Linked DNA regions of Mus musculus: region 1 is linked to region 2. The links are chromatin contacts, called in public HiChIP or PLAC-seq maps. All regions are on one chromosome and are shown on one strand. The core of a region is the stretch at or near the end of the contact, and the rest is flanking DNA. Distances in the headings are between cores, read along the strand shown. Region 1 overlaps Glo1 (glyoxalase 1). Region 2 overlaps Mdga1 (MAM domain containing glycosylphosphatidylinositol anchor 1).

What was found. HiChIP or PLAC-seq counts read pairs in DNA pulled down with a chosen protein or histone mark.
Region 1: an H3K27ac HiChIP or PLAC-seq map of embryonic stem cells shows a contact between it and region 2, with 4 times the contacts expected there. The contact joins two enhancer-like sites. A contact is called at or near these places in 3 of 115 datasets of contacts at active chromatin or transcription factors (all in embryonic stem cells) and 1 of 9 other capture datasets (embryonic stem cells).

Annotation. Positions count from the first base shown.
Region 1 is chr17:30,596,556-30,603,279 of GRCm38.p6, reverse strand. It overlaps Glo1 (glyoxalase 1), which reads left to right. Exons shown (of 6, transcript NM_025374.3): 3 at 3,101-3,241; 4 at 5,408-5,475. It also overlaps the pseudogene Gm8373. Among named protein-coding and RNA genes, the nearest start is that of Glo1, 13 kb to the left of the region's middle. Within about 2 kb of position 4,774, at least 19 of the 459 cell types and tissues checked have an H3K27ac peak or open chromatin away from gene starts, as enhancers often do. A contact at or near this core is called in embryonic stem cells, where this site is marked.
Region 2 is chr17:29,838,813-29,845,219 of GRCm38.p6, reverse strand. Mdga1 (MAM domain containing glycosylphosphatidylinositol anchor 1) reads left to right here. Exons shown (of 17, transcript NM_001368423.1): 8 at 2,079-2,375; 9 at 2,814-3,101; 10 at 4,272-4,423; 11 at 5,238-5,415; 12 at 5,648-5,671. Among named protein-coding and RNA genes, the nearest start is that of Mdga1, 47 kb to the left of the region's middle. Within about 2 kb of position 3,134, at least 123 of the 459 cell types and tissues checked have an H3K27ac peak or open chromatin away from gene starts, as enhancers often do. A contact at or near this core is called in embryonic stem cells, where this site is marked.

The sequences.
Region 1 (6,724 bases), core at 3,525-6,024, 760 kb before region 2:
AGGTGGTAGGGCAGCGCCAACTGGGATAGGCCCTTCCCAGGAGGGTCCATGCGACCCATGATGGAGGAGGTCTGGCAACAAAGAGCACTTGGGAGGCAGAGACAGGCGGATTTCTGAGTTCCAGGACAGCCAGGGCTACACAGAGATACCGTCTCGAAAAAGAAAAAGAAAAAAGAAAAAAATTTAAAAAAAAAATCAGCCCCTGGTTCTGTCTTCACAGGCTGCATTGTCTCTTGCTAAGGAGTAGCGGTGGGGTTTGCGACCCTCTGAGCACGTGACCCTCTGAGCATGTGATGTGCTGCGTTTTCCTTCCACCAGCTTTAACTAAGGCACACTTGATAAGTTAGCTTTTCTTGGTTCGTTTCCTCAGATAGCGTGAGGCTTTTGGTAATACGCGCACATAAAAGTAATGAAGTGACCTTTAATTCTCCACCTTTCATTTACTTCCACGAACTTTAAGAGAGCAGCCCAAGTGTTATGTACGCTCAGAAAATGTGGCCAGTTCTGAAAAACACAAAGCGGAGGATGCAGAATGGCTTCCTTCTCCCCAGACGGCTTAGTTCTTGCTCTCCTCCCCGAAAAGGTGGCTTTCCATGCGTGTACAGCAGAGTGGCCGGACAGTGGTGGCACACGCTTTAATCCCAGCACTCAGGAGGCAGAGGCAGGAGGATTTCTGAGTTTGAGGCCAGCCTGGTCTACAAAGTTCCAGGACAGCCAGGGCTACCCAGAGAGACCTTGTCTCAAAAATAAACAAATAAAGAAACTAAGTTTCTGGTCTCCGGATCCCACAGTCACCCCACAGTCGGCCCTTGGCAGAGCTGAGTCCGTCTGCGCTTGACTGAACCGTCCGTTGACCTTGTGTTTGCAGAGATCCCCGCTAGAGTGCAGCTTGACCCTAACCTGGGTTCGCTACTCTACCGGAAGCGGAAGCGAGCTGCTCCCTTTCCTTCCGTTCCCATCTGATTGCTCGTTAAGGCTGGTGGTACAGTCATGTTAGTAAGGAAGAGAGTTTCCCCCGATGGTTCTGTTTAAGGTATTAGGTCTTTTATGGAGTAAATTTATTTGTGGCTAATTGATGCATAAATCAAGTAGTCCAGACATATTGATAACAGGAGTAAGTAAATAAGAGGTTGGACTGGACTCTGGAAACTCTGCCTTAGGTGCAGGGGGATGGCTCAGTTGATAAAGTGCTTGCCCCTGCATCCCTGTTGCTGGAGGGACAAAGACTTTTGCTTGTACTCAGTAGGCAGAGGCGGAAGGACCTCTGTGAGTTGAGCCCAGCTTGGCCTACTGGTCAGTCAATTCCAGGCCAGCTAGGGTTACACACTGACACTGTCTCTGAGGTCAGAGGTGAGTGAAAGACTGGGTAGCCACTAAGGGTACCCTGTTGCCAGCCTCTTACCTCTGCATGCATACTCCCTTGCCTGCACACACAACTCTACGTGCTTGGTCTTGAGTATGAACAGAGTCATCTTTGAGCATAATTAATCCTCAATGTCCTAAAAAAAGATGTTATATATATTGTTCTACTTGCGTGTGATCTTACAATCTCTAAGCTGACTGATAAGCTAACCTCACTAATTGTTTGGAAAACCTCGGGATTTTTCTTCACTTCCCGCCTGGCTTCTCTTGTCCAGGAGATTCTCTCTTGTCCTCTGACCCCTTGCTTGTGCAGAGTCACTTTCTCTGCATCAGATATGCACAGACCGTGCCGCTGAAGGTGGTTTTGCTTGCTCCCCTCCTCCCTCCTCCCTCCCCTGCTTCACCTGCTCGGCCATGTTGAAGCCGCCCCCAGAGGACCTTTCCGTGTCCCGTGACCTTTTCCGCGAGGTCTTAATCCTGTTTCACCTTTCTGTGGTGTTCTCGGCTTTAACTGCCTGTTGTTGACATTCACGTTTTTTGTGAGACCCACCTGGCCTTCTCTCCTGTCACCTACCCTGTTTGCTTTCCATGGGTTTAGTTGAAAGAATGACAGGGAGAGGCGCTGCAGTATTCACCGAGACAAAGCCTTACAATACCTTCCCTGTTTATAAACAAGCACTGAGATTCAGCTAAATTTCACTAAACTTGAATAATGAGAGCTGATTGTGCAGGGTCACCCCTGGAGTCCCAGCACTTGGAAGCCAAGGCCTGGGACAAGTTGGGAGTTCCAAGTGCTATCTAGGGAGTTTAGGCTCTCCTTGGCTACACAGTAGGATTACGTGTCACAAAACATTTAAAAACAATGAGTGACACAGACCCCTGTCCTGCACAGCTTGGTACTGGAACCCTGACCAGGTGCAGTGAGGGAGTGAGTTAAGAGCAGACTCTAGAGAACCAGATACCTGGGCACAGGAAAGCTGGGGTCGGTCAGCTGGTCTGTGAGCAGCGATGGAGTGCTAGCAGCCACAGCAGCAACCTGGAGCTTTGGTGTGTTTGTTATGTCGGTTCAGGGTGGACTAGCCTCCGGAGGAGGTGTTTGGAGGCTAGCAGTTCCAGGTGGGGAGGAAGCTGCAGTTGCTAGCTCTTGCACATATGCGCCTATAGTTTGTAAACACTCCTATGTGTAGACACTGTTAGCTTATCACTGTGGGGTGTGTCAGGGGCTCGCTCTTCCCGTGGCTCTGAGCGTTGGTCCTTCCATGACAGACACGGCCATGTCAGCAGTATACGTTCCCTCAAGACTTCATGCACTTGGCTGTCAAGGCTTCCTTGGCTCTCTACTTAGAACCTTTTATTTTATTTTAGTCAAGTGTGTGCACGCTTGGGAACTAAGCACTTCGGTTTTTGAGACAGGGTCCCTCACTGGTTTCCTTCTAAGTTTGATGGCCAGCAAACCCCAGGGCTGTGTCTGTCTCAGCCCCTCCCCAAGGCTGCTCTTGTGAGCGCACGCCATCATGTGTGGCTAGGTCATGGGTGCTAGGGCTCAGACTCAGGCCTTCACGTTTGCATGGTAAGCACTTAGAGATGGAGCCAGCCATAAAGGAGATCTTTTCCCCTGGTTTTTGCCCAGGCTATCACCTGTAGCCCTCGTTCCTAGTGGAGCTTACATGTTACTCCGAGCTCAGCCTGGGTCAGCCTGTGTTGTTGTCAATGACCCTGGCTTTTCTTCTGATTCCAGCCTCCTGCAGAAGCTTGACTTCCCTGCTATGAAGTTCTCGCTCTACTTCTTAGCTTATGAGGATAAGAACGATATCCCCAAGGACAAGTCCGAGAAGACAGCATGGACGTTTTCCAGAAAAGCCACCCTTGAGCTCACGCAGTGCGTACACGCTTTTTGTCTCTTTATGGAGCCTAGCTTTGTAAAGGTATTTTAAATAAATGTTTTTGTGCTCACCTGTCTAAATCAGTTATAATCAATTAATTTGTTTATTTAGGTTTTGGGAGACAGGGTTTCTCTGTGTAGCCCTGGCTGTCCTGGATGGAACTCACTCTGTAGACCAGGCTGGCCTCAAACTCAAAGAGATCTGCCTGCCTCTGCCTCCCGAGTGCTGGGGTTAAAGGCCTGTGCTACCACTGCCTGGTAATTTTCAATATTTTTAAGTGTGGACATTTGAGTCTTTGTGTTACTCTTATGGTATCCATAAGACAAAGAGAACATTTTTCTTTTAGAGAATAAGACTCCATGTGGCAAAATATTTGCCAGATTATAGCTTATTAATTTTATAATTTAAAGATTCTTCTAAAAACCTTCTGATATTCACATTTGTGTCCTCTTGTTATCTTGGTATCTTTCGGATACAAAAATGTTATAGAATATGTTCCTTTTAAAGAGCTAGCACATCATTTTATAATAACTAACATTCCAATTTTAAGTTATTTTTATACCCTCAGCATTCAAATGTACAGAATTAAGGATTGCCCGAATTTCTTTTGATTTCACTACATTGGCAGGTTTTGGGGTGTTTTGTTCTTGTATTTTTTTAGGGACTAACAAAAGAGCCTTTGTTGCAGTATGCCTGTGTTAGTATGTATCCCTAAGTGGACCTCTCAAATCTAAAATGGAAATACTTGATGACATATCTAGAATGTGTCAGCTGCTGTGATTTTTATTGGTGCTCTTCTTATCCAGGTGCCTGAGTTTGAGTATCTTTTTAACCTAGCTACAGTCGTCTTTGCCAGCTTGCCCTTTGTACAGGTGAAAACACATTTGAAGTAAAGTAGCGGACATACAGAATACAGCTCTGGGGATACTCCTCATAGGCTGTTCGCAGGTCAGAACTGTGAGTTACTGTCTTAAGGCAAGGATCTTTCTCTAAAAGAACAGAACCATTCAAATGTCCATATAGAATAGAAGGAGATCTATTAGATCGGCTTCCATGGAAGGGGCTCGGTAGTCCCAGCAGTGGCTGCCTGAACTCAGGAAGAAGCAGAGAGCCCAGCTCCATCCACAGAGGTGGCTGCGTAGGCAGTCCCAAGCCAGGGTCCACGGCCTGCAGTTCCCTGGAGAAGCACTGCTATTAAGTCCACCGCAGAAGGCCAGCAAGCTGGAGTCTCTTAGCAGCAATAGATGCAGTGTTGTAAGCCAGCCCGCGGCCTACATGAACCGGGTATTTCTGGAAGGCAGGCCGGGGCTGAAAGAGACTTAGACTGTAAGAAAAGATAATGAAGGAAGCCAAGACAAAAATTTCTCTGATCAAGGTTTACTAAGAGAGTGTGCTTATAAGGGGGAAGACCCATCCTCCCGCCCCCAGTCCATTCTTGATGTCTGGAGCCAGCCTGTAGGAGATATGTAGGATAGGACGTGCCTCCGGAATATCTCTGGGGCCTCTCAGCAGGTAGCAGTGTCTTGGAGGAGAGCAGAGGCAGGTGACAGAACAATAGAGCCATCTAGGTCGGAAGGCTCCACCCCAGGTAGTCTCACTCTCAGAGGCAGCAAGGTTTGCATCAGTCTGCTTCAGGCTGGGGGAGGCTACAATGCAGGACAGTTGGAAGGCATTACCCACTTTGACAGTGGGACTTCCTCTCTGGAAATTCACTCGAAAATTTAAATTAATTAATCAAATTATTATAATTCATCATTATTATTAACCAGTACAGATGGATCATTGTGGTTAATAACATATTAATCATTAGTAAAATTAATAAATTAATTAAAATTGATTTAGACTAGTGAGCACAAAAGGTTATTTAAAATACATTTAAAAAGCTGAGGTGTGTGTACTAGGTTGTCTCTAAGTCCCTCAAGCTGACCATGTCTGCCAGCCGTCACTCTAAGTCCCCCAAGCTGACTATGTCTGCCAGCCATCACCCTAAGTCCCCCAAGCTGACCATGTCGACCAGTCGTCATTCTTAATTCCCCCAAGCTAACCATGTCTGCCAGCCGTCACCCTAAGTCCTCCAAGCTGACATGTTGACCAGCCTTCACTCTAAATCCCCCAAGCTGACATGTTGACCAGCTGTCACAGTGTTCTCCTTTCCTCTGTAGCAACTGGGGCACTGAAGATGACGAGACTCAGAGTTACCACAACGGCAACTCGGACCCTCGTGGATTTGGTACGTCTGCCTCATTGTATTTGATGATTGTGTGTGCATGTGCGTGTGCGTGCGTGTGTGTGTGTGTGTGATTTTGCATGGTGTACATATTTATGGATACATAAAACTTTAGATATGAATGACCTAATTTTCTTTCTTTTTTTTTTTCCCCCTTCGAGACAGGGTTTCTCTGTGTAGTCCTGGAACTTACTCTGTAGACCAGTCTGGCCTCAAACTCAGAAACTCGCCTGCCTCTGCCTCCCAAGTGCTGGGATTAGAGGCGTGCACCACCGCCACCACCACCCGGCTGAATGATCTAATTTTCAAGTATAGCTTATTAGGGACGTGGATATTTTTATATCTTGCCAATCTTATTTAGCAGCTATGTTGGTATTAGTCTAAACATCGTGTTTACTTTCTTATAATATTATACAGTAAAACCACAGTATTATACTTCCAGTAAACCTTATTGTAGGGACAGGGTTAGAGCCCAAGGCCTTTAACATGCCGGGCAGGCTTTCTGCCACTAGACTGTACCTCCATCTCCCTCTCAGAGAGCATTTGGTTAAAAACAATGGGAACTGTGGTCAGTCATTTTTTGGTAGTGTCTTGTCAAGGGACAGAGAGACGGTGCAGTGGTTAAGAACGCTTGCTGTTCTTGTAGCAGACCCGTGCTTGGTTCCCAGCACCCACACTGTGGTTTGCAACCATCCAGGATTCTAGTTCCAGAGAATCTGATGGCCTCTTCTGACCCTGTCAGACATCAGCACACACATAGTGCATATATGTATACACAGGCAAAATACTCATTACACACAGAATACATCTAAAATATGCATCCTGTCAAGATGGCACAATAAAACTTCGATTGGGTAATGTAGTGAATGCTAACAGTTAACCCAAAACACGAATAAGTAACTTTTTTCTTATAGATTATTCTAAACAGGTTAAGCTATACATTATCCAGAACTGACTTTTTTTTTTTTTTTTTTTTTGGTTTTTCAAGACAGGGTTTCTCTGTATAGCCCTGGCTGTCCTGGAACTCACTTGTAGACCAGGCTGGCCTTGAACTCAGAAATCAGCCTGCCTCTGCCTCCCGAGTGCTGGGACTAAAGGTGTGCGCCACCACGCCCAGCCCCAGAACTGATTTATTTGAACTGACTTATTTAAAATAACAATGCAGAGCAACTATTTCACTGTAACCAGCTAGTCAGACTGTGGTTAAAGTACATAGATTTTGAACCAGTTAAATCTGTTTTCAAGGGCCTTG
Region 2 (6,407 bases), core at 1,885-4,384:
ATGACCAGAGGGTGATCTTTTGGAAGCGGGTCTCCTGACCGTGTAGAAGCCAGCTGACCTTGGCTGGTGAGTCACATGACCAGGCTGTACTATAATGAGTACCAAGAGTACTAAATACTCTAATAGTTATGAGTACTTCTTCCTCTGGCCCTTAATCAGTTTCTCTTGGTGGGCAACTCAACCCAGAGACCTTGGCAGGCCCCTCCCACCTTTGACATCTGCACACAGGGAAACCCAGGGAGACCAGAGAGAGCAGAAGGGATTTCTTAAAGGAGATAGACTTGATTCAGGGGGATCTGGAAAGGAGACTCTAGGGAAGAGAAGCTAGGCTGCCTGAGGAACCAGAGGAGGAGGTGGGCTCCTTTTGGGTCTTGGGGGGAGGAGGAGCAATGCTGTAGGCTCTGCCAGGTGAGGAACTAAACCCAGGGAAAAGTACAGCAAGCAGAAAAAACACAGAAGCCCCACAGTGCAGGAGACTAGGTGTCTCTCCCACAGTAGGTAAGAGGATTTCTCATGCTGGGGCAGTGATGGCGCACGCCTTTAATCCCAGCACTTGGGAGGCAGAGGCAGGCAGATTTCTGAGTTCGAGGCCAGCCTGGTCTACAGAGTGAGTTCCAGGACAGCCAGGGCTACACAGAGAATCCCTTTCTTGGAAAGACAAAACAAACAAACAAAAGGAGGCTTTCTCACAAGATCATCCTGACTCTAGGAAGGTCCAGGTTTGAGCTGAGGCCGGGGTCTGAGGGCCTCCTCCCCAAGGCCCAAGTCTAAAAAAAAGAGGGAATCTCTTCATCTTTGGGGGTGGGGAGAAGGCTGGAGGGCTTGGAAGCCTGGAAGTTTCTGATTGAGGGAAGGGGCCTGGGTCTGTTTCTGAATTTGGCTCATGGGTATGATGTCTGGAGCATGGAAGCCTTGTAAAAGCCTCTAGAGACAATTTAGACCTGGAGGGGGTGGGGGAAGAACCAACTGGCTCCAAAATAGGAAGAGCAAGGCGTGAAATGCAAGCCAAGAGCTGCACAAATGTTGGCAGGATACAAATCATAAACGAGATAACCGGACCTTCGCCTGGGTTGTATAGTTATTCCGGACCTTCGCCTGGGTTGTATAGTTATTTACAAATAGTCATTTTGTATTTAATTATAGTTAATGCTCAATACTTGACATTTAATGATAAAATGTTTGATGTGGGCAGAGACCCAAGGAGGTCTTCTAAAAACCCCTCCTTTTGGCAGTGTGTTGGGGCAGAGTGGGTTCAGCTGTGAATAATGGAACTCTAATTAATAGTGATTTAGCCACTGGGGTGTGGCTCACCAGCAGAGCCTCTGGCTTAGCATGTATAAGGCCCGGAGCTCCATCCTGAGCCTGCACACAAACTAAATGTGTGTTGTTTTGTCGTGTAGAAGTTGGCTGTGGAGCAGACTGGCTTAGGATGGCGGCTGGCCTCCACAAATTCCTCAGGATTCTAGGTGCCACCAGTTTGTTGTCACCTCTGCAATGGTGGCTCCACCAGAGGCCAGTGATCTGCATCCTGACCTGCAGGAAGACCTGAATTTTCTTAATATTACATTGGTCAGCGTTTATTCAGATGCATGCTGGGAAATGTAGTTTCTATTCTGAGTGGTGTGGGTCTTACTGAAACCAAGTATCCTTATTACTTTGGAAGAAGGGCTACAAGATGTTAGGAGATAGACAAACATTTCTTGCTGATTCTGTAGGCAAGAAAAGCTAAAGGGATGCTGGAGAGATGGCTCAAGGCTCCCAGCATCCAGGTTAGAAATCCAGGGTGGCTCACTATGCCCTCTAACGAAAGTTCCGGGATCCGGTGCCCTCTTTTGGCCTCCTTGGGCCATGCATGCATATGTGGATACACATGCATATACACATAAATAAATATAAAAATACTTCTGTAAGAAAAGCTGAGGGGCTGGGAAGGAGAAATTAAAAGCACTTGAGAGTCTGAAACAGAACAAATTCAAAGCTAGCCTCTGCTACATAGCAAGTTCAAGGCCAGCCTGGATGGGCAACAGGTCAGAGACCACGGACCCTAACTCGGTCCACCCCTCTCCACCCTCCTCCAGTACCACCCACCATCAGTGTGCCCAAGGGCCGAGCAGTGGTGACAGTGAGGGAGGGCTCTCCTGCTGAGCTCCAGTGCGAAGTTCGTGGCAAGCCCCGGCCTCCAGTGCTATGGTCTCGGGTGGACAAGGAGGCCGCCCTTCTGCCCTCGGGGCTGGCCCTGGAGGAGACTCCGGATGGGAAGCTGCGGCTGGAGAGTGTGAGCCGCGACATGAGCGGCACCTACCGCTGCCAGACAGCTCGCTACAATGGCTTCAACGTACGACCCCGGGAGGCTCAGGTGCAGCTGACAGTGCACTGTGAGTCCCCTCCCCAGACATTCAACCTATGCCAACCCCACCCCTCCTCCTACTGTGTGCACACCACCTAAAAACTCCTTGACATCCTTTCCACCAAAGCACAGGGAAGTAATTTGCTTCAGTTTGCACAGCAAGGCTGGGATTTGAACCAGTTTTCTAGTCAATGCTCCAAGCTCACAGGCTTTGCGGTCTTTCATTATGTGTTGGTCAAGGGGACCCACTGATGCACGACCAGAGGCCCAGAGGCCCAGAGGCCTATTGGCCCAGTCTAGGAAGGATGGCTGGAGTGAATGGCCCGCAGTCTGAGTGTGGGGGTGTTGTATGAGTGAGTTTCAAGTAGGCACCGACCCTGAGCTCCTCCCAGGCCAAGGTCACGGGACAGGGGGACAAATGAGCTGCTTCCTCCATGGTCCTACTGACGGTAGTCCCGGTCCCCAGTTCCTCCAGAGGTGGAGCCCAGTTCCCAGGACGTGCGCCAGGCGCTGGGCCGGCCTGTGCTCCTGCGCTGCTCGCTTCTGCGTGGCAGTCCTCAGCGCATCGCCTCGGCCGTGTGGCGCTTCAAAGGACAGCTGCTGCCCCCACCGCCTGTTCTCCCCGCCGCTGCTGTGGAGACCCCCGATCACGCCGAGCTGCGCCTGGACGCCCTGACCCGTGACAGCAGCGGCAACTACGAGTGCAGCGTCTCCAACGACGTGGGCTCAGCCACCTGCCTCTTCCAGGTCTCCGGTGAGCGTCCGGTCAGCTCCACCCCCGCCTGCTCGCCCATACCCTCCTGGGACCAGGCTCCGTCATCCACCCCAACCTCTCCCCGTACCCCTCCCCCTGCCTGGGCTGCTCTTTCCTTCTAGCTCCTGCAGTCTTTAGGCATTTGTCTTTTCTAAGACTTTTTTCCTCCTCTTGAAGGCCCGCCCCCTTAAGACCACGCCCTTCTACCCCAGTTCCTGGTTTCTCCCTACCATTGACTGTTCAGTTCCTTTCTTTGGCCTCTTACGGCCACGCCCCCTTTCAAATGCACCAGGGTAGGTTTGGCCGGCTCTGTGCTTCTGTCCCTTCAGCCCCGCCCATAATCAAAATCTGGGCCCAGTCCCATCTCAGCCAGAACTCAAAGTCTTTCCTCCATGGTCCTTGGCCTCAGAGGGTGCGAATGGGTAAAACCATTGGGTACCCAGCTTGTAGCTTGGAGGGAAGAAGATGCCCCTGAACAGCTGATTGAGGCTGGACTAGGCAGAACATAATCTCCTCCTCACTCATCCCTCCACCCCCAACCTTTCCCCAGTTGCCACCCTAGAGGTAGCAGTGCACCCTCAGGGACCTGACTCCCTGATGCCTGAAACCCCCGGCTTTCACAGCAGCCCCCAAAAAGCACGGGGTGAATCCTTCAATTCTTGCATTCCTCCACCTCCTCAATAGCAGGAGAGAAGGCTGCAGGTCACTGGCCCCCTTCCAGGCCTCTCCCCACCCACTCAGCTTTGCCAGCCAGAGGCCCCTGTGACATTTCCCACCTCCCCCGTCCTCCCTCCCTGTTCCCCCATTTTTCCTATCTCCCAACCTTTTGACCTCCACCTATCATTTCTTTCTTCCCTCTCTATATGCCCGGCCCTCGTCTTTACCAATCTTTCTGTTTTCTTCCTTGGCCTTTCCTCTTTCTATCCTCACCAACATCCCCCCTTTTGGGACTTACAATCTGCCCCCTCCATCTCCGCCCCCTCCCCCACCCCCACCCACCTTCATCATCCCCTCTCCTTCCAACACCAACTCTCCTCACGACACCCCTTTCTCTTTGTTGCCTCCACCTCTGTTCCTCTTTCCCACGGCTCCTCTCTCTGTGTCTCTCCCACCCCACCCTACCCCATCCCCACCTTCCATGGCCCCATGCCCCCCTCCCTGCCCTCTCAGCCAAAGCCTACAGCCCGGAGTTTTACTTCGACACCCCCAACCCCACCCGCAGCCACAAGCTGTCCAAGAATTACTCCTATGTGCTACAGTGGACACAGAGAGAGCCCGATGCTGTGGACCCCGTGCTCAACTACAGACTCAGCATCCGACAGGTGTGCCTGGCATGACACGTGCACAATGGAGCATGGAATGTGCGGGGGCAATGGGGGTGGAATAGGGACAGGGAGGAGTTCCCAGACACCGGCCGGCCCCTTCTGTCTTGACAATTTTTCTGAGTCCAGATATAGTGGCCAGAGCTACGAGCCTCTGAACACCTGTATCCTCCTTACTGGACACAGCTGAGAAGCAGACATAAGACAGCTGGGCTCAGGGCAAGGCCAGTTTGATTCACAGAATGGACATCGACTCTGGTGTCCAGGGCTGAGGTGGGGGACTCTGTGATACAAAACCTCAGTCTGTGAGCCACCCTCATGCCTGCCTCATCGATGAGGTCCTGATCTGGCCAAGAGGCAGTAGTGGGGGTCAGGAAGGGGGAGACTGTGGCCCTTGAGAACAGGGCTTAGGTGGGGGCAGAGCCAGCTGCTAAAGCAACTGAGAAAGTTAACAGCTCTTTTGACCCTCATTTGCTTATCAGTGAAGTGGGACAATGTTATTATTTCAAGATGAGGGTTGTTTTTGAATATTAGATGAATTGATGCTGCCTAAGCACTTTATAGTGCCCAGGACACACTAATTGTCCCATGCCTGTTCCTATAGTATGCTATTATATATTATTGTTAGCATAGAGACAGGCCTGGGACAGGGCCTGGGACAGCAAAGTATTGTGTCTCAAAGATGGGGAAACCAAAGGCCTGCTGTCCCAGACCTTTGCTCCTTCCACTCTCCTGAAGCATTCCAGGGCCTGGGCTCCCCCTCCAGTGGAGGCTGTGGCCTTTTGGGCATCTGGGAACACCCCTGTATCCACAGTTGAACCAGCACAATGCCATGGTCAAGGCCATCCCCGTTCGTCGTGTGGAGAAGGGACAGCTGCTGGAGTATATCTTGACTGACCTCCGAGTACCCCACAGCTATGAGATCCGCCTCACACCCTACACCACCTTTGGGGCTGGTGACATGGCTTCCCGCATCATCCACTACACAGAGCGTAGGTGATGGCGGTGGCAGGGGGAGTGGGCCCATCCCATAAACCCTTTCTACACAGCCTTCGAACTGGGAGCACCCCACTGTTCACACTTACCTGTCCCTGTGGGCCAGGCCCACTGGTCCCCAGTCCTGGCCCCAAAGATCCCCTCCCCCTCCTCCTCCCACACCCCCACCCTCTGCTCCCCAGCCTGGGCACTCTTTGTTCTGACTTGGTTCCCTTGCTTGCTTTTCAGCTATCAACTTGCCCAGCCTGTCAGGTGAGACCCCAGTCCTTAACTTCCCTTCCTCTTTAGGGACACAGAGCCTAAAGTGGGACTTAGGAACCTGAAGAGATACCCAGAGAGAAACATTATTTCTTCCTGTGTTTCCATAGAAAATGCCAGCAACAGAGGATGGCCTAGAGACACTTGCAACCATAGTTTATTCCAGGGCTTAAAGACTACACGTTGGTGGGGGCACTGTCCGTCAAAGTAATGGAAAAGTCCAGGCTGTCCTAAGGTCCTCTGTTTCTGCAATGGAATTCCCTAAACAGAAAGCAGCTTGGGGGAGAAAGGGAGTAGGGTTGTAATCTGTGATGCTGGGCAGGCGGGCGCCTGCAAGGGTCCTCTGGATAGAAGGCAAGGGGTGTCTGAATCTGAAGAGGCACGCCATTATTTCTGACAGAGATTTAACATGTTCTCTAATGATGAACGCAGACAACAAACCACGCTAGAATAATCATCAGTACCTGTTACCCTGTCATCCGCACATAGCCCGCATTTCCCCGTCGCCTTATAGCTGTTGCAGACATCTGCAAATGTCACTTTTATTCATTAGCATTTCAGAACCACGGTGGTTATTAGACCTCATGCTAGATGTTGCGATTTAATTACATAATAAAGGAGCCCCTGTTATTATATAACAGATTACAAGACTATTTTGACAACTGTATTTCAATTTAATTGATTTCCTTTGAAGCTCCTGTGCATTTTATTGTATATGCCTAGAACCATT